3 separate regions of the Mus musculus genome follow, and all the other regions are linked to region 2. Evidence: chromatin contacts called from public Micro-C and promoter capture Hi-C data. All regions are on one chromosome and are shown on one strand. Each heading gives the region's core, a stretch centred on a gene start, on an enhancer-like site or on the middle of the called end of the contact. The rest is flanking DNA. Distances are from core to core; before and after follow the strand shown.

Region 1 (4,256 bases), core at 1,683-4,182, 66 kb before region 2:
ATTTTGTTCCCTATTCTAAGGAGAAATGAAGTACCCACCCGTTGGTCTCCCTTCTTCTTGATTTTCTTGTGTTTTGTAAATTGTATCTTGGGTATTCTAAGTTTCTGGGCTAATATCCACTTATCAATGAGTGCATATCAAGTGAGTTCTTTTGTGATTGGGTTACCTCACTCAGGATGATATTCTCCAGATGCATCCATTTGCCTAAGAATTTCATAAATTCATTGTTTTTAATTGCTGAGTAGTACTCCATTGTGTAAATGTACCACATTTTCTGTATCCATTCTTCTGTTTAGGGACATCTGGGTTCTTTCCAGCTTCTGGCTATTATAAATAAAACTGCTATGAACATAGTGGAGCATGTGTCTTTATTACAAGTTGGAACATCTTCTGGATATATGCCCAGGAGAGGAATTGCTGGATCTTTCAGTAGTACTATGTCCAATTTTCTGAGGAACTGCCAGACTGATTTCCAGAGTGGTTGTACAAGCTTGCAATCCCACAAGCAATGGAGGAGTGTTCCTCTTTCTCCACATCCTCGCCAGCATCTGCTGTCACCTGAATTTTTGACCTTAGCCATTCTGACTGGTGTGAGGTGGAATTTTAGGGTTGTTTTGATTTGCATTTCCCTGATAATTAAGGATGTTCAACATTTTTTCAGGTGCTTCACAGCCATTTGAGAATTCTTTGTTTGGCTCTGTATCCTATTTTTTAATAGGGTTATTTGATTTTCTGGAGTCCATCTTCTTGAGTTCTTTATATATATTGAATATTAGTCCTCTATGTGATTTAGGATTGGTAAAGATCCTTTCCCAATCTGTTGGTGGCCCTTTTGTCTTATTGACAGTGCCTTTTGCCTTACAGAATCTTTGCAATTTTATGAGGTCCCATTTGTCAATTATTGATCTTACAGCACAAATCATTGCTGTTCTGTTTAGGAATTTTTCCCCTGTGCCCATATCTTCGAGGCTTTTCCCCACTTTCTCCTCTATAAGTTTCAGTGTCTCTGGTTTTATGTGGGGTTCCTTAATCCACTTGGACTTGACAAGGCGATAAGAATAGATCTATTTGTATTCTTCTACATGATAACTGCCAGTTGTGCCAGCAACATTTGTTGAAAATGCTGTCTTTTTTCCACTGGATGATTTTAGCTCCCTTGTCAAAGATCAAGTGACCATAGGTGTGTGGGTTCATCTCTGGGTCTTCAATTCTATTCCATTGGTCTACTTGTCTATCGCTATACCAGTACCATGCAGTTTTTATCACAATTGCTCTGTAGTAAAGCTTTAGGTCAGGCATGGTGATTCCACCAGTGGTTCTTTTATCATTGAGAAGAGTTTTTGCTATCCTAGGTTTTTTGTTATTCCAGATGAATCTGCTGATTGCCCTTTCTAATTCGTTGAAGAATTGAGTTGGAATTTTGATAGGGATTGCATTGAATCTGTAGATTGCTTTTGGCAAGATAGCCATCTTTACTATATTGATCTTGCCAATCCATGAGCATTGGAGATCTTTCCATCTTCTGAGATCTTTAATTTCCTTCTTCAGAGACTTGAAGTTCTTATCATACAGATCTTTCACTTCCTTAGTTAGAGTCACACCAAGGTATTTTATGTTATTTGTGACTATTGTGAAGGGTGTTGTTTCCCTAATTTCTTTCTCAGCCTGTTTATCCTTTTTGTAGAGAAAGGCCATTGATTGGAAAAAAAGAAACCCAAACAACTAGACTGTTATAATTGCTAAGTAGTGTGTTGTTTTGCAATTATGAAGTTTGAGAATTTTAGGTTAATTGTTCTGTTTCAAAATCATATTGAGTATTTGGGGTCATTTTGATGCAGTATAGATTTTAAAATGGATTTCGCTGAGGATAAGTTATACATAGGCAAGAGAAGAAGAAACAAAGACGGCAGAAATCTTTAGGAAAAACTTGCACCTGGAAAAATTAATAGGAAATGAGCAATCTGAAAAGGGGGTGTAATAGGTATTAGTCTGTTGCTATAGTAAAATATCAGGAACAATGGCAACACAAGGAAAGAATTTATTGGGATTTAAATTTCAGACAGTCCATATGACCTGGGAGGCATGGTGGTGAGTGCCCAGGGAAGGAAGCTGAGAGATCACATCTGTATCTGCAAATGTGAACCAGAGAGAGCAGTATGAGAACTGGACTGAGGGGATAAATGCTCACAGGCCACTTCCGGTGGTGCCACATCCCCTCCTGTGAGGCTGCACCACCTCCCTGAATAACACCACTGACTGGAGACCCAGCGTTCAAGCACCTGAACCCGTGGGAGAGATTTGTCACTCAGTCTCAGGAGGCAAAGGAGAACGAACCATTCTGAAAGTTGGAAAAAAGAGCGAGGCAGATTGAGAACAAGTCTCCACAATTAGCTATTCAAACAAGAGAGAAAGGAAGAGGAAAACGGAGAAAGAACACATTACATGAACCTTGAGACCATCGGTGACCTTTGCAGAGACTTTTCAGTGGAGTAAGTGAGAATGTGAGAGCATCAGAGAGTGGTGAGAGTGCTCTAAAGCAGGCTACAGAGCGCTGCACTGATGGGTTGGGCATGGGAACAGAAGCCCTTTTGGAGAAATAACAGCCACTTAACCTCCCCCTCCCCCCAGCTCCCTGCCCATCACATCCTGCAAAAGATCCCGATGGAAAGGGGGGGGGGGGGAAGGAAAGAAAGAAAAGAAAGAAAAGAAAAACCCCAGCAAAAACCAATCATTAGCGGCAGGGCAATTCTAGGGTGACTTGAAAGAGGTTGACAGTCACAAACTGGAAATTCTCTGACTTCTGAAGAAAGAACTCAAGCACCCACACCCATGACAGTGCCACAAAGCTGAGGTCCTGCTGACCCAAGTGACTTCTCGCCTTGCTATTGGCTGACACTGTTCATAAAACAGTGTTTGTTTCACTTTTGTTTTAAATAAACAAGCTGCATTCTATGGGGCGAGAAGCCTGGAGTCAGAGCAGACGCCAGGGCGACCGAAGGCAGAGGCACAGGTAGGTTTCCCTTTGTGTTCATTTGTTACTGAGAACTGTGCTTTGAGGATGAGTACAGGAATGGCATGTGGAAAGTAAGCTTAATTTGTTCAACTATCAGTGTTTGTTCTACCATCTTATGTGGTAAACTGGAAAAAGTACAAAAATATTGTAGACTGTAGAAAATACCACCACAAGGCTTGATTGTCAGTTGGGGTATTTCCTTCCTTTTTGAGGTGCATATAATTTTTAGCTTTCTCTCATAGTTGTATATATAAAATAAGAGCAGATATTATTTTTTTCCTTTAAAGCGTGCACTTTATCCACACTACCACGAATTCTATAAAATTGTAATTGTAAATTGCTATATGAGGCACTTCTTTTAGCATATAGATTTTACCATTTAGATTCTTTCCTATTTTGCATAGATTCGGTCATTTTATTCTGTAAGACCTTTTTCTACTCCGAAGCTTTGCTTTTGGAAGAGAGAAGAGTCCATCTGAGAAGGCATACTTCAGTGATTTGGTTCAGAGGTACACTGGGGAATTCACATGTGTGGAGGGCTGTGTGCTTGGAACCCATTCATTTGGGAACATCCATTGGCGATTTTTAGCTTGGGCTGCACCTCAGTCAGAAACACTTCATCTTAGGAGATTAGAAAACAACCCCTCAAAAACGGATTTTCTGGTATTGGCCAGTCTTTAATGTGTTTTTGTCTACTATTAATTCCCAGGTGATGTTAATGAATAGTCAGTTAAAAAAGTTAAATAAGCTGTTTGAATACTTTCTAGTCTTTTACATGTACCTGAGAGTAATATGAATGAAGAAATAAGAAGATGCAATCAAAGGCAAGTCTTTTTTTTTAACTCTGTAAATAGCTTATAGAGCTAATTTATGGGGCATATAAGAATTTTAGAAGTCTTTGTCATCTACCTTAACCACTTCAACCCTTGAGATGCGACCATACTCGGAAGCTTCAGTTCACTAATGCTTGAAGTAAGTAGATTTGTTTCCATGGCTTGGGAAGGTAGGAACTAGAGAAGCAGAGACTCTAGAAGGTTCTAAATATGTTACCATTAAGCTCACTGTGTGCTAGTACCTGTCAAGGCTGTCATATTTCTTTGGTTTCACAACCTTGTAAGGTCATTCAAGAGATGTGTGCCAAGTTACAAACATACCACAGGTATAGAAGATGGCTAAGACTGGATCTAATGTCTCACCCTGCTTTTCAAGAGAAATTGTTTTCACTGGATCCTTATCCCTCTAA
Region 2 (4,211 bases), core at 857-3,356:
ATCAGTGAAGCTGTAACATTGGGAGATAGCTGGGCGATGAGAATGAAAATGTGCCCCGCCCAGTCAGATACTTTAACAAAGATTCCTCCCCCACTCCTGTCCCTTTGCATTGTGTTTAGAAGATACCACCAACATTCAGCAGGAGACCCTAGCCCTTAGTCTATACCCAATGGGACAGTAATTCATCCTCTACAGTTTTAAGTTATGCACATGATACTATGAGGTTCTGAGGGATGGGTGAGCCTAGAGCTATGACACACAGCCAACCAGACTTCCCACCATAGTCCAGGACAGCATTCCATGCATATTCTAGGTCTCCAAGGGAAGAAAGGCTCTTCACCTTTTCTTTTTTAATTAATTAATTAAATTAATTAATTAATTAATTAATTTATTTTTTCCTCACCTCTTCTACAGGAGTCTCCCCTGTAAAACAGTGCTCTTTAAAATGGGTTGATAGCCATCATCCTTCTAGGAATTGAGACAAAGTCAGTGTCCAAACAGACCATCATCTTGGTCTTGGCTTGAAGCTAGTTAGTCATGTGACTTGTGTCCCAGAATGACCTTCTGGGTCCTGGGATGTCTTATGGGCTGCTTATTCTTCATGGAGGGTCTTGACAGAGCCCCTTTCTTTCTTGGGCCTTCCTAATTTCCATTTATCTCATAGGAATAATTGGTCCCCTCTCCAGGGGATCAAACCTGTTTGCTCCACATGACTCTTAGCTCTAGGAGCTCATCTCAGTGTAGCATCAACGCACACAAAAACTTCTTGTTTTGCTTTTCTTTGTCCTCTCCTCGAGTATATAAGTCCTTCATAAAAGGAAGGCAGCCAGCAGAGATCACATCGGACCAATGGGGCCAATCCTGGGACTTCATAGATGTTTGGAAGATGAGCCGATGCTGGAATCACGAAGGAACACAGACGCAAAGAGCATCCATTATGATGGGAAGAGTCAAGAACATGCCGATGTCAGGTAGCTTGGTTAGAATTCCAGTCCTGTCCCTTGTCAGTTAAATGACTTTAGACTCTTCTAAACCTTAATTATCTCACTTGCAGAATAACAACCACAGCAACGATAGCAGCCTAGAAAGATAATTACTTTGATATTATTGCAGATACGTCAGGACTGAAATGCAGTAAATGGGATAGTGTAATTATTTAGACTAGAGTTTGGCACATTCTAAAGGCTGAGCTAATATTAACAATACTCTCACCCCCTTGGTGTCAGCCTAATTCTTTCTCTGCTGGGGTACATTTTGAAGAAAAGAACTATTACTACATTTGGAAAAATTCTACAATTCTTATTTGAGAACGATAACATGGAATTTCTTTCCAAAGCAGCCACCAGTATCTCCGAATCATGTGGAGTCATTTACAAAGATGAATAAATATTTATCGCGCTGACATTGGCATGACTCCCAGCGTCAGAGGGTCTCATTACCAGGAATGTTTATGAATGGCTTCTCCCGAGCCATGTTTTACCGGCATAAAACTCACCACTAGGTGGCAGCTGAGAGAGAGTCCCCGGAAGTGAAGGCAAACACACCCTTTTGGCAGCTGCATCCGAGGCTTTGCTGTTCATACCCAAACAACTGACTCACCCAGTGAGCAGCGTCAGCCTGGAAAATGACAGGCACTGATTTCAACGGCCAGTGAAATATAACATCCCTGGGGCCAGAGCAGAAAGACAGATCTGGAAGCCTGAGAGCAATTTCCACGGAAATAAGAGAATTAGGGCTGCTGACAAATGAAGACACAAAAGCTTATAAACTACTTAAGTCTTTATGATAAATCACGTCCCTAGATAAAGAAGACTCGTATAGTCACGATTCTCCCGTGCACAAAAGCCTACGGTGACCATGATGGGTTTCGCAATTAGTAATGGGTGGGCGGGTAGGAAGGAACAATAACCTGGTGTTAGAATTTCTAGGGAGAACTAAGCAAATAGCACTCATCACACTTTCTCTGTTCATAACACCGACTAGGGAAAGAGACTGTCAGTGCAGTGTGACTATTGATGATATGCAGAGGACAGAGGGCATAGCACCGCAGGAGAGCTGAACAACAGCGGTAACATTTCCTTAAGCACTGACTCTGCAGAACCCTGTCTGCCTTCCACGCTGTCTCTCTCACCCTGCCAACTCCACTGCCTGGCAGCGGTGATTCATATCCCCATTTGACAACCAGGGAATTGGAGGCTTTCAGAGATTAACTTGCCTAAAGCTGGAGTTCGATTCCATATCCAAGATTCAAATCTCTGCAGTCTACCAGAGCTATGGTAACAGGAAGAAATCCAAGGTGGTCAGCAGGATTTGTGCACGTGTCCCAGCCTTCTTTGCTTCATCTCCTCCTGTACGTTTTGATGCTCTAATTAAGCTGCAGTGGGGCAGCATTATGGGCTGGCCTGAAGGCTACCAGTGCCGAGGTTGCACAGAAGATGGGGGCACCAGAGGATAAATAACAGTGCCCTTTTATTATCTTGAGGGTGCCTCCTCAAAATAAGAGGGCCATTGTAATTTCTTGTACTCCAAGGATTTGTGTGTGCCCCCTTGGCCACTAGTCACCATGACACATTTGCCCTTTCAATTCAACCTAGACTTTGGCTTCTGTGCCAAACATACTGGCAGAGGTCTACACGGTCTCTTCAGACCCAGAGGATGCTGTAAGAATCACCACCAAGTACTTTTCTTCTGACACTTCACCTGTTTGTTGACCTGACATTCCCCAAAGATCCAAGCTGACCCTCCAACCCCTTATTTTGTCCCTGGCTCCTCATTTCTGCCCAGTGCTAGGTGCAAAAGGGTGCTCATGAATGAAAAGATTCTTAGATTAGATATCTTTTCATTCTGTTTGCTTTCAGGGAAGATGGAGGGGAACTCCAAGCCATGTAATTTGTATTTAAAGCAGGAGCAGGCTCTTGAAGTACTGGCTTCAGGTCACAACCCTTGGGAGCTGACCCATGAGCTCTGAGACAGGATAAAAGTCTGGGATACACTTACCGTTGCTGAAGCTGTTCAAAGAACAGTGTGGGATATTACCTTCTCAGCTTGCTCAGGGGCCTGTGGCTGCTCACCTGGAAGTCCCTGTGTATATAAAGGTGACATGAAGAGAGGACTCCCTCCCACACAGACCACCACTACCACACACACAGGTACCATTGCAGTATTTCCTCCAGTGCTAAGCAATAGCTAGAATTTCCCCTAAGAGGGTGACAGCCCACACAGGTTTGCATTGGCCACAATAAACTTCCAGGCCATTTGTTTTCCTGTGATGTCATGACTCCAGCTTGCCCTAGCTCTTCCAAACCTTCACAAACATGGATGCACTCATTTCCAAACCCACACGGATACAGTGTTATAGTGTCAACACCACGCTCAGAACAATGGCTTAGAGTCCTCTACAGGTACAAAGTCCTGCAGCAAGCTCGTCTCATTGCAACCAGCATTTGCCCTCTGCCGAGATCCCTCCCCGTGCCCTCCTCTGTCCCCCATCTCATGCTTCCTACAAAGGCAAAGCAAAATGCACATTTTCATTCCTGTGTCTCTAGAGGTCTCAAATGAATATTGTCGATAGATTTTTCTGCTTCTAGGAAGCCAGAGGGAATAAAATAGCACGGTAAACGCCAGCTCTCTGTCACCCAGCTTTATCACATGTTAACCTTTTGGTGTATTGTCCTAGATTAGAGTTGTGGTTGAGGATTCCTGTGGGGAGTGGGAGAGCTACAGTCCACCTCTCTCTCTCTCCCTCTCCCCCTCTCTCTCCCTCCCCCCTCTCTCTCCCTCCCCCCTCTCTCCCTGTCCCCCTCTCTCTCTCCCTCGCCCCCTCTCTCCCTTTCTATTTTATTGTTACTAATTGCCAGAAGTCTCTAACTCCTGTTTCAGTGTTGATTTCTGCCACCCCCAAGGCTTTAAAATATTGGCTACTTAGATATGGAATCATAAATAGATACAACATTTCACTTAACTATTCTAACATAGAAATGAATCCTCCTATCTTTATGATTAGGTAAATTTTATCCACTCAGTGATATGACTGTTGGGAATTCAGAATATTGATGTGGGCTGCAGTGGGGAACGTGCCTGCCACGAAGCCTGGGAACTTGAGTTCAGGCCCTGAGAACTCATATACAAAGCCAGCTGTTGTGTGTGCACCAATCATACCATCACAGGAGAGGCCAACACAAGACGGGCTTGCTCTACAGAACTGGCACAAA
Region 3 (3,808 bases), core at 145-2,644, 110 kb before region 2:
TGTGACAGGCACAAGGATTAGACTGGCTCTCTAGAGATACACAACTAACTCAGGTGGCTTTCCGATTAGATTATTCCAGAGAGGGAAATGATTAATGAGCAAATTCAGATACCCAGTCCTCTTGGCATATTGTAGATTAATTAACTGTACTCTGGTCCCCCATGAATTTGGTTAGCTTGAGGTCATTGCAATTAGCTGGATGTAGTGTGAAGACTGGGTCTCCAGACTCAAACGACCTGACTAAACCCTGCAAAATACTGAATTAATTTTCCTTAGCCATGTCAGACAGGGTTTCTCTGTGTAGCGTTGGCTGTCCTGGAACTCACTCTGTAGACCAGGCTGGCCTCAAACTCAGAAATCTGCCTGCCTCTGCCTCCCAAGTGCTGGGATTAAAGGCATATGCCCCCACTGCCCGGCTTATATATTTATTTCTTAATTTGTTTTAAACATGGTCTTCCTATGTATGTTCTGGCTGGCTTTGAACTTGTGATCCTTCTGCCTCAGCTTGCTAAATGCAGGGTAAGGCTGGGTTCGAATACTTCTTCAGACTTCAATACAGGCTTCTGTGTCTGTGAGAAAAACATGGCAGCTTCCCCCCCTTAGTCTGCTGGTGAGTGGCTGGTTCTTTGCTTCAGGATTTCTGGAACAGGGTGTGTGTGTGTGGTAGGGCTCTTGTGGGTGTGGCTGTGAGGAGGAAGAGCCTGCAGTTGGCAGAGACGGGGAAGGGTAGGAGGCATGTAAGGGAGTTTGGGAAATGGGTGCATGCGTGGGACCTTTCTCATTGTTCCCAGCAGCACAGGAAGCCACTGTTCCGGGGGCCTGTTGAGGAGTGCCTGCTTTGGTCAGTAGTGCCAAACACAAGAAATGATAGATAAATTAGGATAAACCAAGCACAGCCTTTAGAGCCTGAAATTTCTGTGAAAATGTGATGTTAGGCTCTAGCTGCTGCTCAGGACACAATACCTTTCATAGATACCAACATGGGCCTATTGAGATATGTTGAGTCCCTAGGTAATAACTTCCAGGTGCCAGGACCTCTTACTGGAAAGTGAGTTTATGTCAGAGTAGGTATGGGTGGCCACACATCCTGCCTTCTGCCTGGGAGTCAGAGAGTCTGGCTTCAGGCTTGCACTGTGAAACCTTCCCTATTTCCAGAAAGGTATAAGAAGAGACTCCTCCTACTGCTGTGTGGGTCCTGATTCCTCTCCTCAGAACTGTCACCATGCTGTTGCCTGCCTGCCTGCCTGCCTGCTTGTCTGTCTGTCTGTCTGTCTGTCTATAGTACTAAATAAATCTCATGGCTTCAAGGAACAATCTCTGTCCATGTGCTCTATGGTAGCTAAGATCTTTCATTTCCTAAGATTCGTCATGGACTCACGCGTCAGAAGGACCCCAGGCAGAAAGGAACCTGCATCAGTGTCCTATGGAGCTTTCCACTCCCCTTCCTGAGGCTAGAATTACATTCTTGGAATCTGAGTGCAAAAGAAAAACTTCCTCTTCACAAACAGCATTTATCTCTCTATTCACTGCTACCTTGAAGTTCCACTTTCCCAAAGGCTGTGCAGTGGGTGAGGAGCCTTTTTCCTGAGTGTAACTTCCTGAGATAGGCTCTCTGGACTGCTGTGTCCTCTAGGATTATAGCTATCTTGGTTTGGGTTTCATTGCTGTCAAGCGTCACCATGACCACGGCAACTCTAATAAAGGCAAACATTTTATTGGGGCTGGCTTACACTTTCAGAGGTTTAGTCTGTTATCATGGTGGGAAACATGACAGCATGCAGGCAGACATGGTGCTGGAGAGGGAGTTGAGAGTTCTACATCAGGATCCACAGGCAGCAGGGAGAGAGAGTGACACTAGGCCTGGCTTGAGTTTCTGAAACCTCAAAACTCATCTCCTGTGATACATTCACACCAGCAAGGCCACACCTCTATGAGTCTATGAGGGTCTTTTTCATTCAAACCACCACTGAATTAAGTGCATCACCATGGAAAGATGCTTTTCTGACCAAGGTTGACAGCAGCAATCAGTGGGTATACATACATTTACATGCTTAGAAGGTGTTTTAACAACATGACCATTTAGTGTAACAGCCTGAATAGATTCTTTCCTGGGTTCTATGACCTCCCAAGCCATGGAGTTTTGACCAGGTTTACAGAACTAGATGCAAATTGTCTCCTGGGGATTAGGTCTCAGGTCCCATCAGAATGCAGCTGGTTACCTGCATAGCAGTGGTTATGGTTTGTTAGAGCAGAAAAAAAAATACCGATTAATATCAGCAGCAGAAAAGAGGGAAGGGCCACTACCTTCCAATTCTTTCTTTAGCGAAGAAATGTGGGTGAGGCTTAATTCTCCCCACAACAATGTGTAAACGACATGGAAAGTATTGCCAAGAGGGAAGTTCACCTGAGCCATGGTCTCCAGATTTTCTTTAAAACGATATTTTATTTTTAATTGTGTGTCTATGTGTGAGTATGTGCACATGAGTACAGCACCCCTGGAAGCCATAAGAGGACATCACATCTCATGGAGCTGGAGTTACAAGTGGTTGTGTGCTGACTAATGTGGGTGCTGGGAACTGAACTTGGGTCCTCTGTATGAGCAGTAAGTGCTTGTAACCACTGAACCATTTCTCTAGCACACAGATCTTGTTTTTAAGGTAGGGAGTGTTCGGACATGGCACACTGCTAATATGATTGCCCTTACTCAGCCCCTGCAGACACCATGGTTAACCTCATGGTCCAAGGCTCTAAGAATCAATCCCAGTCTTAGCATCAAGTATCTGTGGGCCCTAGGCTCCCGGGGAAACAGACACTTTTCAGGCACAGTATACCAAAATTGTATTGTTAGCTCCCAGGAGCAGAAAAGGGCCATACATTTTTTTTCTGAGCTGTCCAGGGCTTGACAACCCAGACTTACTGAGTTACTTCCTACTGTATAGCACTCCGTAACATTCTCACAGTTAAAGAGGATTTTGACATTATGGGTGGGTGCAGCATACAACTCCTAAACACTATCCTTCTATCCTTATAAATGCAATGTGTTCCTGGAAGCTCTGATGCAGGGTGTGACAATTCTCAGGACTGCTTCAACTTAGAGTAACAGTGCATTAGGACAGCCACCCACATACTTTCCTAGGAAGGTTATAATGGGGCATCTATGAGAGAGACTTTTACATTCCATTTGAATCTAGGTCAATTAAGGGAAACCAGACTTTTCTCTCAGGGAAAGATGACATGGGAAGAAGCACTTGTCCCCAGGCCAGTGACACTCCAGAGTGGCTTGTCCTACTCTCCTGGGAGAACCAGGGGAGGCTATGTGTACTTAGAATGTTGCACTCAGAGCGGAGTCTGAGTTCTGGGTTTCCCACCTTCTTAGTGGCTACAGTGGGTTGTATGGCCCCATGACATGCCCGAGTCCTTATCCTAAGAATATGACCTTATTAGGTAAATAGGGTCTTTGGAGATGTAAGGAGGTTGTGGGGTCAGACGGTTGTCCTCATTCGTTTTCTCTTGATGTGGTAAAACACTGAACAAAATCAGCTTAGGCGTGGAAAGGAATTGTTTCATTTTACAAACTAAGCCATACTCCATCTCCGAGGGCAGGAGCCTGGAGGCAGGAACTGAAACACAGACCACAGAGGGGTGCTGCCTACTGGCTTGCTCTACATAGCTTGCACAGCCTGCTTTCTTATAGAACCCAGGACCACCAGCCCAGGGACAGCACCACTGACATCCATCATTAATCAAGAAAAGAAATAACCCATGGACATGCTCACAGGCCAATCTTATGGAGGGAGTTTTAAAATTG

Evidence for each region. Promoter capture Hi-C pulls out the DNA fragments that hold promoters and counts their contacts. Hi-C and Micro-C count contacts between places; a contact is called where the count stands out from the background.
Region 1: a promoter capture Hi-C map of macrophages shows a contact between it and region 2, with 6 read pairs. The contact joins the promoter of Cysltr2 here to the enhancer-like site in region 2. A contact is called at or near these places in 1 of 39 promoter capture datasets (macrophages), 3 of 484 Hi-C or Micro-C datasets (differentiating embryonic stem cells and embryonic stem cells) and 4 of 115 datasets of contacts at active chromatin or transcription factors (CD8 T cells, double positive thymocytes, effector CD8 T cells and 1 more).
Region 3: a Micro-C map of trophoblast stem cells shows a contact between it and region 2, with 5 times the contacts expected there. The contact joins two enhancer-like sites. A contact is called at or near these places in 24 of 484 Hi-C or Micro-C datasets (B cells, CD4 T cells, CD8 T cells and 18 more) and 2 of 115 datasets of contacts at active chromatin or transcription factors (CD8 T cells and liver).

Annotation. Positions count from the first base shown.
Region 1 is chr14:73,047,790-73,052,045 of GRCm38.p6, reverse strand. It overlaps Cysltr2 (cysteinyl leukotriene receptor 2), which reads left to right and starts at 2,932. Exons shown (of 5, transcript NM_001162412.1): 1 at 2,932-3,010; 2 at 3,418-3,522.
Region 2 is chr14:72,980,991-72,985,201 of GRCm38.p6, reverse strand. No RefSeq gene overlaps it. Among named protein-coding and RNA genes, the nearest start is that of Gm41208, 31 kb to the left of the region's middle. Within about 2 kb of position 2,106, at least 152 of the 459 cell types and tissues checked have an H3K27ac peak or open chromatin away from gene starts, as enhancers often do. A contact at or near this core is called in macrophages, memory CD8 T cells and trophoblast stem cells, where this site is marked.
Region 3 is chr14:73,088,932-73,092,739 of GRCm38.p6, reverse strand. No RefSeq gene overlaps it. Among named protein-coding and RNA genes, the nearest start is that of Gm35388, 12 kb to the left of the region's middle. Within about 2 kb of position 1,394, at least 3 of the 459 cell types and tissues checked have an H3K27ac peak or open chromatin away from gene starts, as enhancers often do. A contact at or near this core is called in trophoblast stem cells, where this site is marked.